Regions from separate parts of the Mus musculus genome. Here region 2 is linked to region 1. Evidence: chromatin contacts called from public HiChIP or PLAC-seq data. All regions are on one chromosome and are shown on one strand. Each heading gives the region's core, a stretch centred on a gene start, on an enhancer-like site or on the middle of the called end of the contact. The rest is flanking DNA. Distances are from core to core; before and after follow the strand shown. Region 1 overlaps Tbc1d30 (TBC1 domain family, member 30). Region 2 overlaps Tbc1d30 (TBC1 domain family, member 30).

The links. HiChIP or PLAC-seq counts read pairs in DNA pulled down with a chosen protein or histone mark.
Region 2: a Foxp3 HiChIP or PLAC-seq map of regulatory T cells shows a contact between it and region 1, with 2.8 times the contacts expected there. The contact joins two enhancer-like sites. A contact is called at or near these places in 1 of 15 datasets of contacts at CTCF or cohesin (CD8 T cells), 10 of 484 Hi-C or Micro-C datasets (the HPC-7 cell line, the MC3T3-E1 cell line, Sertoli cells and 7 more) and 3 of 115 datasets of contacts at active chromatin or transcription factors (CD8 T cells, bone marrow-derived macrophages and regulatory T cells).

What each region holds. Positions count from the first base shown.
Region 1 is chr10:121,258,917-121,266,106 of GRCm38.p6, forward strand. It overlaps Tbc1d30 (TBC1 domain family, member 30), which reads right to left. Exons shown (of 13, transcript NM_001361015.1): 13 at 4,903-7,190. Among named protein-coding and RNA genes, the nearest start is that of Gm35404, 20 kb to the left of the region's middle. Within about 2 kb of position 5,150, at least 73 of the 459 cell types and tissues checked have an H3K27ac peak or open chromatin away from gene starts, as enhancers often do. A contact at or near this core is called in regulatory T cells, where this site is marked.
Region 2 is chr10:121,329,758-121,336,905 of GRCm38.p6, forward strand. The region is part of intron 2 of Tbc1d30 (TBC1 domain family, member 30); the gene reads right to left. Among named protein-coding and RNA genes, the nearest start is that of Tbc1d30, 18 kb to the right of the region's middle. Within about 2 kb of position 1,389, at least 3 of the 459 cell types and tissues checked have an H3K27ac peak or open chromatin away from gene starts, as enhancers often do. A contact at or near this core is called in regulatory T cells, where this site is marked.

The DNA.
Region 1 (7,190 bases), core at 3,900-6,399:
GGGACCCCATGTCGAAAAGATTTCATCTGTGACATGATGTCAAGCTGTTCACAGGTGGCATCAAAAGCAAAATCCGTGCCAGAATGTAATGAGAACTGGCTTACAGATTTCTCATTTTTACTGGATGTTATGGTTTGTATATGCTCAGCCCAGGGAGTGGCACTATTAGGAGGTGTGGCCTTGTTGGAGTAGGTGTGTCACTGTGGGCGTGGGCTTAAGACCCTTCCTCATCCTAGTTGCCTGAAAGCCAGTCTTCTCCTAGCCGCCTTCAGATGAAGATGTAGAACTCTCAGCTCCTCCTGCACCATGCCTGCCTGGATGCTGCCATGTTCCTGCCTTGATGAGAATGGACTGAACCTCTGAACCTGTAAGCCAGCCCCAATTAAATGTTGTCCTTCTCAGAGTTGCCTTGGTCATGGCATCTCTTCACGGCAGTAAAACCCTAACTAGGACACTGGATTTAACTACTCACTTCAACGAGTTGAACATCCATCTCTAAGGCAAAGGCAGCTAATCAATGTATCCCCTAAGTCACGCCAGTGTTCCAACGGAAACTAAAGCTATGGCATACTTGAACTGAGGCGATCTTACGCATGCTGACACATCAGCTAAGCATCTTTCCTGTGGACCCTGAAACCTGCATCGCCTTGCTTTTCTATGTGGTAAAGGAATTTGAAAACAGACTTCAGGATATCCTGGGGGAAAAAAAATAACATTTTGGTATACTTGGGACTCGATTTTCAGTTGACGTAAATGACTTATCAGTCAGTTTTCAAAGGGAGTAGAGAGCCTGCCATCTGGTATTGACTTAAACCTTTGATCGTGCCCTTCCTAGACTTCCCCAGGTCCGGCTTCCCAGGGGCAACTATCCCTTGATTCACAAACATTTCTTACTCGGGTCGTCACTTGAAAGAAGCACCTGTGGGAAGCCACATGTGTCGTTGCTGAGTGGCACTGACTACTGCTGGCCACCACGCATAAGATTGGACAAACAACCAATGTGTACATATGCAGTAAAGTTTTTTGCAAAGACACTGCCTGGCCCGGGCATGATAATGAGGTTCTATAAGGTACTGAGAGTATAACCAATCAGATGTGAGACATGCAAATGAGGTATGATAATGAGGTTCTGTAAGGTACTGAGAGAGAGTAACCAATCAGATGTGAGACATGCAAATGAGGTATGATAATGAGGCTCTGTGAGGTACAGAGAGAAAGAGAGAGTAGCCAATCAGATGAGGAACATGCAAATGAGGCATAGTGCATAACCAATCCGGGTGTGAGACACACCTCTCCTAGGCCTATAAAAGCAGCACCAGTTCTGGGCTCGGGGTCTCTTCGCCTCTACAATCAAGCTCTCCCAATAAACATGTGCAGAAGGATCCTGTTGCAGCGTTGTTCTTCCTGGCCAGTCGAGTGCGCGCAAGAAGCACCTATATTTGCTTGGTTGGATTTTATTTGCTTTATTAATGGTAGTAGTAGTGTTTTCTTAGGATGTGGGGATGGCCACATGGGTACCTTTAAGCACGCCTTCACTTTCAGTTAACTGCCTAGACTGTAGGCAACTCAACGTTTCTCAGACCTCAACACCCTTTGGTCCAAGAGCTCGTTCACACCAGTGACTCCGCCACTGTGTTTACAGCTTTGGGAAAAGGCTTACAAGTTCTTCTGTCCCCTTGTCTCAGGAGGCCTTTCTCACGTGCTCCCAGTGAGTGCTCCAGTGGCTCTGCTGAACCCCACAGGGCTTGAGAGGCTCCCAACCCAGCTCTCTTGCTACACTGTAGACACCATCAGGGATGCGTGGAGCTTTTGGAGGAAACTCGCTTTGAGGCCACCTAGGAATTTCACTCAAATTCCATTCTGCTCCCAAATATACTGCTGGGGCTTCTAAATTTTGTTGAGTTTGGGAGTTTTAAAAACAAAGCAAAAAACTAACAAACAAATAAACAACTGTTCTCATTTTTAATCATTCTACTTTTCTTAGCCATAAAAGCAACAGATGTGGCAAACAAGATATGGGTGGGGGCAGGGCATGGGTCATACTTGGCATTGTGTCCCATGACAGGAGAAGATTCAAGGCCTACAGAGGTTCAAAGGGCCTAAAGGCACCATGCTCCCCCTAAAGCTGCCCCAATACCCCCAACCTCACTCCCCTCACTTCCCCATATTTTCTGCTATAAGGATGGAGAAGACAGGGAAATAAGAGAGATCTCAGAAGATGTATGTGTTACCTCTGCAATGGGGAAGTGCTTTTCCATACCAGTGATACAACCAAGCTGGCTATCATCAAGAAGCAGAAGGTGGTTAACTGATGTCACAAAAGTTATTAGGATGAAGTGCTGTGAGTCAAGTCTGGTGCTAAGCCAACGTGACTTGGAATGAGCCTGTGTTGTCTTTCAACTCCACGATTCTCCAACAAGCTGTCCCCTCGTGGTAACCGGCCAGCGGCCAGCATCGCCTTGCAGGCTTTTTCCCTTCCAAATGTAAGTCCAATAGATCAAAGTGAGTCTGCTCCCCTGAAAGCTTGAAAGGAAAGCCTAGGAATTGATTGATTTTCTTTGCTCAAGTGGGAGCCAAAGATCAGTCACCACACCCAGGGTGGAGGAAGATGTTGAGGGGCTCTCAGCTTAGGCCTTGGACTCTGGGGCCATCAATCTCACCAGAAGTATAGACAGAGGGAGGCGGGGGCTAGCTCACCAGGCAAAGCCAGTCCTTTGTTATGGAAGGAAGGCAATAAATTCTGATCAACAAGGATAGCCTAGGACCACAACAGGCACCATGAACCTGAGATTGTGGTTTTACGGATACGGACATTGACGTTCCCAAATGTTAAATAGCTTGCCCTTGGTCTTAGGAGGAGGAAGTGGCAGAGATTAGTGACCCCACTGATGTGGTGTGCCAAGACTACAAGAATGAGTAGGTGTTCCTCAGACCAACTGGAACAAGGAAGAGGTCTAAGCTCTCTGAACATGGAGGAATAAAATATTGAGGAGCTGGGACGTTGGGGAATCTTCAAGTTATATTTGACTGTCATAGTTTGCATAGTGTCTTTCCCAGACGCCTGTGTGGTAAAATCTTGGTCTCCACCCTGCTACTATTTGAGATGAGGTAGAAAAATTTCAAAGAGGCCTAGTGAGAAGTCTCCAGATCATTGGGATGTATCCTCGAAGAGGCTGTAGACTTCTCTCTTGTCGCAGGTCATCTCCACTCCGGCGGAGACAGGAACGACACGGGTTCACGCAGTAGCTTCTTTACTTGCTCTCCTTCTTGCAGCTTTTCTTACAACAACTCCCTTTACAACAGCTTCTCTTACTACTACTAGCTTCTACCTAGGGCAAAGGCTAAACAACCCTCCTATACTCCCACCGAATGACCTCATCTAGCTCCACCCCACCTCATCCAATCAGAATTCACACACGCTCCAGGCACGAGCTCAAGTCGGTCACCAATAGGCTGACAGGTCCAGATCACAAGGAACGGTCCAGCCTGGCAGGCAGCCCACACATGCAGCCTCATGGCACATGCTCAGGCAAGGCAGTAAACATCTTGGCCCATGCGGCTACATCCAATTCCCGCACTCTCTTTTCCTTTTTTTTGGTTGCTTTTGATATCTGGCTATAATGTGGTTGACTTTCTCCCACTACCACCACCATCTTGCTACATACCCAACACAGCAACGGCCAATCAACCATCTACAGAAGGTTTTGGGAGCGTGAGCCTAGAAATCTCCTTTTGGTTGTTTCAGGTATTTGTCACAATAACACAAAACTAATTAATTATACCTTCTTGTCAGGCAGCTAGCAAGGAAAACTATCAGGCCTCGGCCAGACAGCATACTCTGTGATTTATCAGCCAGGTGGCAATGGTCGAGAGTATAACCACCTTGCTTTGTTTCCTAGAATAGTGATCCCTGAGGGACATATAATGCCTGACACACAGAAGCCCAACAAATGCTCACTACCGCTGTTCTGGAGATGCTAAATCAAGAATGCAGATGATCGGGGAGAGACCACGAGGAAACAATAGAGAATCATTCAGGATCTTCCTAACGAGTTTGCCCTTTATTTCTCCAGAAAGTCAGAGGAATAGAAAGATGGGCCTGTTAACATTTTCCTTTTCCAAGATCACCCGGGCAGCAATATGATAGAACATGGGTGATGAGCAACGCTCCCCCCCCCCCACACTACACACACACACACACGCACACCTGTTCACCTACAAACTAGGAAGAGTGTGCTTCTTCACTAAACACCAAACCTACCAATATCTTTACCTTGGACCTCCAGTCCCTAGAACTCCACAACTATCTATTGATGAAGCCACCCAGTTTGTGATCTCTTGTTATGACAGTGGGGCCAAGATACTCAGTGTCCTGTGTGGGAGCTGATGCCAGACCCCATTCATTCCCCAGCTTGGGGGAGCACAAGCACTGTTATCAGTGAGCCATCATCCACAAACAGGTCCCACATCCCATCCATAGCTTTAAAGCAGAGGCTCCTGGCCACAGATGTTGCTGACTTTAATGAACGATCTCATGTGGGGAACAGAAGCTTCCGTTGCTATGATCCACCCCTCCACCCCCATCTCAATCATTTCTATAGTCTCTAAATCTTATTTATGGAAGCTTGGCGACCTGAGTTCAACCCCCGGAAGCTGTGAGAAGCAAACACACGCATGCGCGCTTCCTGAAAAAAAGATCCACGGCTCTAAAGGTTCTAAAACATGCTACTTTTCTAACTTGGGAAAATGACGTATTCGAAATGCTGCTTCAGAGGACTGCTGTAAGTGGCAACGGAAGTAGGTTGGGAATTACATAAGAATCTATGCGGAGAGGCGCAAGCTGCTGGACACGTGACCCTAGCTCTCGGTCCAGGTGGAGTTTTTCAAAGACCAAGAAGTAAATTTATATTATTGCTTCCTTTAGTAAACAAAGTAAAAGAGCAGGTCTAAAGGTCAACTTATATGTACACCATATACGTATGATCTCTCCCTCCCTGCGTTCCTCCCTCTGGCCGCTTCTATTCAGGAGCCTGCTCTTCTGTCCCCTTCTGGGCAAATGAAAAGGTGCCCTGCACCCAGTGGTAAGAGCAGGAATGAACAGGGCCCTGAGGAGCCTCAATGAGTCTCCCTCGCTCCTGTGATCAAGCGGGATACAGGAGAGAGCGTTGAGAAATGACTAGGAGGAAGGAACGCTAAGCTTCCTGCACATTCAGACAGGAAATGACTCCGCCACCACAACAGTGAGAATCTTTATGCATATATCTCTGTGATCAGTACAGTTCTTCAGAACTAGACAAAAGAGAGAGAGAGAGAGAACATTGTTCCAAACAGTTACAGCCATAGATCGACATTACAAACTAGGTTTAGATCTAGATCTTTTTGGAGAGGACTGAGGTGCAGTTGACTTCCAGAAAAAGTGCTGAAAGGGTACAGGCAGACTCGGAAATAAACTGCAGTTATTAAGTTCTTCCGGTGTTTGCATACAGTGTCCGACACGTGGGGAAGATGGACAGTCACAACTGCCCCTTTGTACATGCTGTGGGGAGGGGCGGGGGAGGGGAGGCTATTACAGAGTTCTTGTTCTCTAAGTGGCAAGGCTCAGAAGTCCGTCAGTTCACATTGTGATTACCTGGTACAGTGCATGCATGTTATCAGTACAGAGAGCTTTAACAGGAATCTGTTGGGTTTCCTAAATTGACATGGTCATTTTTACCACACACACACAAAAATATTCTTCCAGCTATTCGTTCAACCAATACTCGGCCCATACCCTGTGCTGTCTCATCCGGCTCTTTCTTAAGATATTGGGGGACGAGATACTAAGAGAACAGTTGATAGACAACCCCACCCAATTATCCATCTCTCCCTCCAAACACTAAGACCCTCAAGAGCCAGGGATCTTGGTGGAGAGAGAACCATTTTCTCTTCAAGTCAGTCATGGGGTGTGTGTGTGTGTGTGTGTGTGTGTGTGTGTGTGTGTGATGCTTAATTGGAATGATCAAGAGAAAAGATGATAATTAGGTGGTCGTTGTGAATGAAGTTTAGTAGATAAAAGAAATTCTCTTCTTGTGCTTAACTTTGGGAAACAGTGGGTCTCATCATCTGGGGGTGGCATACAAAGTAAGCCCACGCAACCCCCCACCCACAGCCTTCCCTACAGACAGAGGAAGTGGCCTGCTAACTTCAGATAGAACTCCAGGCCCAAACTGTAACAACTTACCAGCTATTCCATCTTGCATCCTTTGGGGTAAAACTACCATGTGGGGGATTAAATGTGTCATTCCTGTAGTGGTTTTTCATTCAAAAGAGCCCACACAACTCCACTCTATCTGATTAAAAAAATGAGTACTTCTCATTGTAAAAGCCTTCTGAAACCAGATTTGGTTTCAGAAATAGCAAAGCAACTCACTCAAACCAACATTGACGGCTTCAACAGAGTTCCTGGGAGGAGCCAAAGGCTCTGGGAAACGAAGGTAAAGATATCACTGTATTCTGCTAATGATGGTGGAGACGGAGTGGAGAGCCCTTCATTTATCCAAAGGATAGACGCGTGAAGCATGTTGAAAAGGAACTAAATTTTCATGGTGAGGCAGTTTCACAACTCATTCTGTGAACACCATTCCGGGACTCTATACCAGCTAGAGAACGAGCCTTTGAATTAGGAGGCTGTGTATTAAATGGCTTCCTAGTCTTGGCTCATACAAGCTCTGTAGTCAGTCAGTGCGCACGGACAAAGAGCAATAGACCAGCTTGTCGTAGAAGAAACACTGGATTATTTACCGTGAGTTACTGAAGTGCCACTTAACCTGTGTGGCTCAGAGTTCCCAACTGCATAGTAGAGACAAGAGATGCTCTCCCTCTGATCTGCTGGGACCAGGGTAGGAGTGGAAAGACAGAAAGAACATGGGGGAAAGAGGGCCTTCTCCAGAGAAAGGCAGTGTTCAAGTAACAAAGTAACAAAAGTACTGCAACCCGAAACCACAAAATTCAAGTAACAGTCACTGTGCGGTGTTCTGGTTTGGAGCTGTGCATCTGCAGTGGAGAGAGAGCTGGTAGCGATCAGAACCATGTTCAGAGGATGCTGGAGTTCCACACAGAGCCCATCGAGTCCTTGCGAGAAAAAAATGAGCCTCCAGAAAGGTGGCAATCAGCAAACCGTTCAGAGCAGTTGCTTAATGCATAGTCCACCT
Region 2 (7,148 bases), core at 139-2,638, 67 kb after region 1:
TGACGCATGAAAAGTGTTAATTGGATTTAAGAAGCTTAAGAAATCCTGGCCCTAACCACCTGTGCAGTGGGCGTGGCTTCAGACATGACACTGACACCAGAGGCCCACACAGTGGCATTTCTGTTTCACTGGCCTTCACAGGGGCCTGATTGATTATTAGCACAGTATAGACAGAAATCCACAGAAAATTCTACAGAAATAGATTTGCAGTTGTGTTTTCTGAGACAGCAGCTAGCTATATAGCTCAGGCTGGGCTTGAACTTGTGGTCGATCTTCCTGCCTTGGGCTCTCAAGTGCTGAGATCACAGGTGTGTGTCTCTATGCATAACTCTATGCTTTTTAAAGTATGGTTCAGGAGGAGAACAGCAGAAAAGGCCATTTCCCCAGGAGCTCTGATGTAGGAGTCACCCACCCAGAGACAGAATGTAGGAAGGTTAAAGACTGTTTGCAATGAGATACCCTGGAAAGGAGTCGCCAGTCACTGGTAAGTCCCTAGGTAAAATATTGCTTTGCAAAGAGCTAAACAAGACAAAGAGGGGAATCTAAAATAAACACACAAACAAACACAGGCCCCTGAGAGAGGGAGCCGAGCACAGCGAAACACCAACAGATCCAGCTATTCCACAGGCTGAAGCTTCTGGGCCAGGATGGACAATATAAGTCCTAGTGTCACAGACAGTGTAGGCCACCATGTGCACAGCTTTCATCATGCTCCACAGGCTACAAAGGCAGAGGATGTTAAAGTTCAAGGTCAGCCTACGCTATACAGTAAGCCCTTATCTCAAAAGAGCATACACATGTGCATTCATGTGAGTGCACACACTAGAGCACACACACAAATACACACAAACAGAATAAAACTCCTAACTTCACAATCTCATAACCCAGTGCTGTCCACACATTTAGCTTCTCCCTTTAAAAGGACGATTATTATCAGACACCTTCTTTGTATGGATATGTAAAGACATTTAGCTACATAAAAGTCTCTGTGTCTTGTGGGGAGTCGCCATGTTGTGGGCCTGATTGGATGCTGAACAGGAGAAGCCTCTGTGATGAGCCACTAAGAGTCATCACACAACACATGGAGACCTCAAACATTTCCCATTTACAGAGCCTTAAGATTGAGGTCTTTATGCCTGTTATGGGAGGTCCTCAAGACAGAACATACCGAAAGAGTCGTAAATGTGCACTGAGAGGGACGTCCTTCAGCATGTCAAGTTGTGTGGGGAAAAGAAAGGGATTCTGTATCCGTCCCCTAGTAATTTCTAGTCACACAACTGGGTCTAGAATGTTGGTGACCCTGTAAGTTGTTGATGAAAACGAAATAGAGCAAACAAGACAGAATCCCAAGTCCGACAAAGGAAAGGAGCCGGCTTGCCCTCTGCTGGCCAAACCAGGTAGTGTCGGCAAGATGTGAGGTGACCTTTCCTACCCCTCTGAACTGAAAGACCCAGGGACAAGCACTGAAACCACATTACCCATCTCACAACTTCCACCCATGACCAAACCCTTACAAGAAGATCACAGCCACGTGCCACACTTCACAGCTAAGCCCTGAATGAGCCCTTTTCTGTGAGTGTATTAAGAAGGCAATATTGGACAACGAAAATGGAGATGGGGTGGAGGGTGGCGTCGGGGAGAGCTACAACGATGGCTCAGTCGGAAAAGTACTTGGAGAAGAATAAGCATGAGCCATGAGCTGGGTGAATTCTAAGTCAGTGAGAGACCGCGTCTCAAAAGTAATTAATTCATGAAATGGCATACATGCACCTGGATACACACAATCACACAATCATATGCACAAAAACTTGAGTAAGCTAGGCATGAAATACATCTTTTCCAATCAGCAACATCAAAATAAATTTCTCTATATAGCCCATTATGAACAGGTATAAAGGAAAGAAAGAAACGACCTCCTACCACCAGGGAAAGAGACAGGGTCAGCTGTACACTCAGCATAAAACTTCACCATGCTCTTAGAAGGACATTGTGCAAACAGCACCCCCCCTTCCCCCGTGCCGCCACCCCCGCCCCCCATGACCTAAGCTTGCTACTCTGTAGCCTTGGGAAACAACTCTTTCATTTGCTTCTTTCCACCCACATGCAAAGATTGTATTAATGTTGTCATAAAGCAAGTGTGTACTTGATGATCGCCATACCTCCACTTGCTTTAAATCTAAGAAAGCAGTTGCTATACACTAATGTCCTATGTTCAATAATAAGCTGAGGCCCGGAGTCAGCTCAGCTGCTGTGACAGCATGCTGTTCCTGTAGAGGAGCTGAGTTTGATTCTTAGCACCCACATCAGGCAGCTCACAACTGACTCTAACTGCACTGGGGCATCGATACTCACATTCTACACACTACACATACATGCCCACATGCACACACATACCCCACACAGCCCACAAACCCTACACACACACACACACACACACACACACACACACACACACCACATGTACATGCACACACGCACACATATGCCTACACATTTTACATATCAAAACACTTTTAGTTTTGTCTCCAAAACATTCTTGAAATCTGTAAGATCAATATTACTGCTCACTTTGTAAGTTAAGAAAAGCATAAGAGCCAGGCGTGGTGGCGCACACCTTTAATCCCAGCACTTGGGAGACAGAGGCAGGTGGATTTCTGAGTTTGAGGCCAGCCTGGTCTACAAAGTGAGTTCCAGGACAGCCAGGGCTATACAGAGAAAAAAGAAAAAAAAAGCATAAGAAAAATAGAAAAATGGAATAGTAGTCTAATGTTCAAGTACAATTTTAGTGTTAATTTCTGTTTGTTTTGTTTGTTTGTTTTGGCAGCTTTTCAAGAAAGGGTTTCTCTGTGTAATAGCTCTAGTTGTCCTGGACTTGATTTGTAGATCAAACTCACAGAGCTCTGCCTGCCTTTGTCTCCTGAGTGTTGGAACTAAATGTGTGTGCCACCACACCTGGCCAATAATATCACATCTATTTTATTGACTTATTTTTTTGAAACAGCATCTCACTTTATGGCCCAGGCTTTACACAAACTCACAGTCCTTCCCACGTGTTGAAATTACGGGCATGTACCACTATGCTTGAGTTATCGTATCTAATTAATTAACTAGTTGATTAATTAATCTTCTGGTGCTAGGAGCTGAACTCAGGACCTTGTGTGTGCTAGGCAAGTGTTCTACCACTGAGCTAGTTGATGAAAGCCTAGTTTCATGAAAGATAAAATCAATTTGGAAGATCCAATAGAGATAGAAACCTAATAAAAGGGACCCAGAGAGATGGTTCGCCTGGCCTTCTGATCATCATTTGTCATGACTTCATAGAGAGAAACGCACCAAAGAGTTTCTCATGATGTTCGAGAGGATTCTTGTCACTTCCACAGACTCGGGCCGACTGGCAGGGCCTTGCAGTTTCTTCTGGATCAAACTGTTGTTGCTGACTCGTGAACAGTATCTGTGAGTGGATTGAGCGACCACTGCTGATTCCTGTAAGCTGAACTGCTGATAACCTGACAATGAAGATTAAATTCGCTCCAAAGAACTGTTTCTAAACAGGTTCACATTCCCCTTTGCCCTATTAACCTTTCCTTTCCACTAGGTTAAAACATTTAAGAACCCTTACCAAAGTAGGTTTTGAAAACTCTAAGCCTGTGGTAAGGCAATGGGATGGAATGTAGACATGGAGCAAAGCAAGGATGTGAACTAGAGAAATAAATTAGCATGGCTGGCAACAAAGATTCTCAATTACATTAGCCGCCACACATCTAAAGAGAGGTCAGATAATCTGTCTCTCCAGCCACAGCCAGCAATAGGTGCACGCACAAGATGCTAGAGATCCGAAGAAGATACAGGTTGGCATTTTGCCGGGGGAGACCAGGCCAATTGATCTGTGTGGGCATGCAAGTGAACTGTGAACACGCACGATGTAAACGCTACACAGTTAAACAAACAACAGTCACCAGTGATCACTGCCAGGTCAAGTAGGCCCACATGGTCACAAAACCAGGATTCGGCTGAATGCTGTGGTCCATGCCTAGGATCCCCGAGAGTCTACAGCCAGGCTGGGCTACACTGCAAGTTCCAGGCCAGCCTGGGATTTACAGTGAAGACTATCTCCAAAGCGGGAAGGGAATGAAGGAGAATAAGCTTTGTCCTTCTCTTCAGGGATCTGCCAATGCTGAGGAATAGTTTACAGGTTTCCAAACTTTTCTGTTCCTAAGAACAGCTCTGGAAGCTTACAAATCAATGTGTCAGCTCATGCCAGTCAATCAAACCTGAATGCTGGGAAGTGGGGGGGGCCAAGCATTGCCGCATGTTACATTATGATTGTGCGTGCTGCTGTAGATTCAGTATCCAACACAAGAAGAATGCAGTCTGCTGACGTACAGACAGCAGCCAATGCTTTGGGGAAGAACACTCAAATCATCTTAAATATTTACTTACGGTAAAAGACGCTTTGAATCATGCGGTATTAATCTTGGACATGTTGCTCATCGCCTATAATCATGTCTGGTAAGTTGTAAAGGCATGTAAATATCTGTCAAGTGAATAAATGATATTTTCATACAGAAAAGATATTTTAAATGGCAGTGCTCCTTTTTAGCATTCAAAATGATTGAAACATCCCACTTCAAAAAGTATTTTATTGTAACTAAATGTAAAAATAATAATATGTACAAAAAGTGATTTTTACTTATTTTATGTATGTGAGTACACCGCAGCTGTCTTCAGACACACCAGAAGAGGGCGTCAGATCCCATTACAGATGGTTGTGAGCCACTATGTCTTGCTAGGAATTGAACTCAGGACCTCTGGAAGAGCCGTCAGTGCTCTTAACCGCTGAGCCATCTCTCCAGGCCCCAGAAAGTGCATTTTAAAAGGACTCCCTCAATCCTTTCATATACTCTGTCCCAGATCACATCAGTTCCTGTTTAGTAGGCTTTCTTACCTTCTGGGATGGCACAACACACTACTAATAGGAACTTTAATGCCTTTCTTATGCATGCCTAAGAGTGCTCCCCCTGCTGGCTGTAGTTGGTAATGACAGCATCTGACAGCACAGCCGGAGGAGTCCTGGCTGTGTCATGAACCAGCTGAGAATGTCAACCCTCAGGCCTCACTGTGTTCAACCAAGGCTTGTGGGTAAAGAGAAATCACACTGAATTCTCCTTTTCCTGAATCAGTTTCCCTAAAACTCTTGTCCTTTTTAAATGAGGTCACAAGAAGATCTATCATTTGTCTCATATGCCCAGGGACATCTCAGAAACTGGAAGTTCAAAAGGTATTATTGCAGTATGCTCAAACTTTATGTGAGTTCTCAGTACAGTTTGGAATAAATTATGAAAAGTGAAAACACCATTCTTAGCTAGAAGATGCTCAAACATCTTATTTCTTGAAGAAAAGAAACTGATAATAAAATATAAAAGATTAGACAGGCAGATAGACATAGATAGCTTCTTTTCATACCTCAAACAACCTAAACGTTAGCTTCTTTTTATACACCAAACAAATGGACTTACATATACACACACACATGCATGCACACATGTGCACATGCATCCACACATGCATGCACGTGTATACACACCTACATACACAAAGAACATCAGGTTACAACGACAGATGGGGAAAGAGTACGTATGATTCTGATTCCCAGGGGGTAAAATCACACTAATAATATAGTAAAGGGAATTTTAAAAGTCATAACCTTCCATCCCGATTATCTTCAGTGATGCTCACGATCAGTTAACCCTGTCAGTGAGCCCACAGTTAACTGTGAACAGATGGGCAAGGCTTACCAGTCTGACTGAGAAAAGACTAAACGTAACAGCCCCTCTTTAAAAGTTTCTTCCCTCCTGTATGATTGGTGTCCTGGTTGGTTTGGTTTTGTTTGTTAACTTGACACAGGCTAATATTATCTGGGACAAGAATCCTCAGTTAGGAAACTGTCTCTAATCAGATTGCTAGTAAGCAAGTCTGTAAGGTGTTTTCTTGATTAATGATCAATTTGGGAAGATCCCGTTCACTGTGAGTGTTTCCACTGCAGGGCCAGTTGTAGAAGCAAGCGGTCTGATTCAGGCATAGTGGTGCACACTTTTAATCCCAGCATCCGGGAGGCAGAGGCAGGTGGATCTCTGTGACTCAGAGGCCACTCTTGTCTACATGGTGAGTTCCAGAACAACCAGAGCTGCACAGTGAGAGATCTAAACACAGTCCTGAACAAACAAAGAAGACAAGAAGCATCAGACTGAGCAAGCCGCGGGGAGCAAGCCAGTAAGCAGCATTCATCCAACAGCCTCTGCATCAGCTCCTACACTGAGTTCCTGCCTTCAATTCCCTTTGTGGTGGTCTATAAGCTGTAACAGGAAAGAAACCCTTTCCTCCCCGAGTTGCCTTTGGCCAGGGTGTTTATTACAGCAACAAAGTAAGATAGGTGGTCTTCATGCTGCTGTTTTCTAGTTACTGTTTTAGCCTCTATCTTAACAGATTTAGAACAGTTTTAAAAAAAAATTACATTGCACCAGTGTGCTGAGACATTTGTCATACAAGCCATGGATGAGGTAAAGTCTGATTCCCCCAAACCGATAACAGTGAAAGGCGGGAACAGGCTCGTGAGCATTGTCCTTACTTCCACACACATGCTGGACGACACTTCTGGACAGAATGTCCAGGAGGCTGGGCGACTTCATGTCTGAACTGCTTCATCCTGCAAGGTGATACTGAAACCCTGGCTCTCCCCGTGATGCCCACAGAAGTGTGCATTCACTTACAGCTAAGAGTTAACTGAGAGGGGGTGGAGGGGAGATAGAGCAAGCCCTGGCAACCTAGCTGATCATTCAGTAACTAGCCTGACACCCATCGCAGAAGTCGTTTTTTTAACTTTTCCCTCTGATTCCCCCCAAGAGACAGTGTAACCTCCCCAGCCTGAAACCTGTTTGCTCAGGTTTCAGTGTTAACTAGAAGAGAGCATGGGGCGGAGCTTGCCGCCCTATCGTTCTGCCACTCCCACTGCCGCTGCCTGCCGCCTTGCTGTTCCGGAATCAAACACGTGGTCACCTGCAACTTTACTCCAGGATGATTTGGCGGGAAAGGGCCCCTTCCCCTGCTTCATAACCAAGTGTCGAGAATAGTAAAATCGAACCTTGATCAGA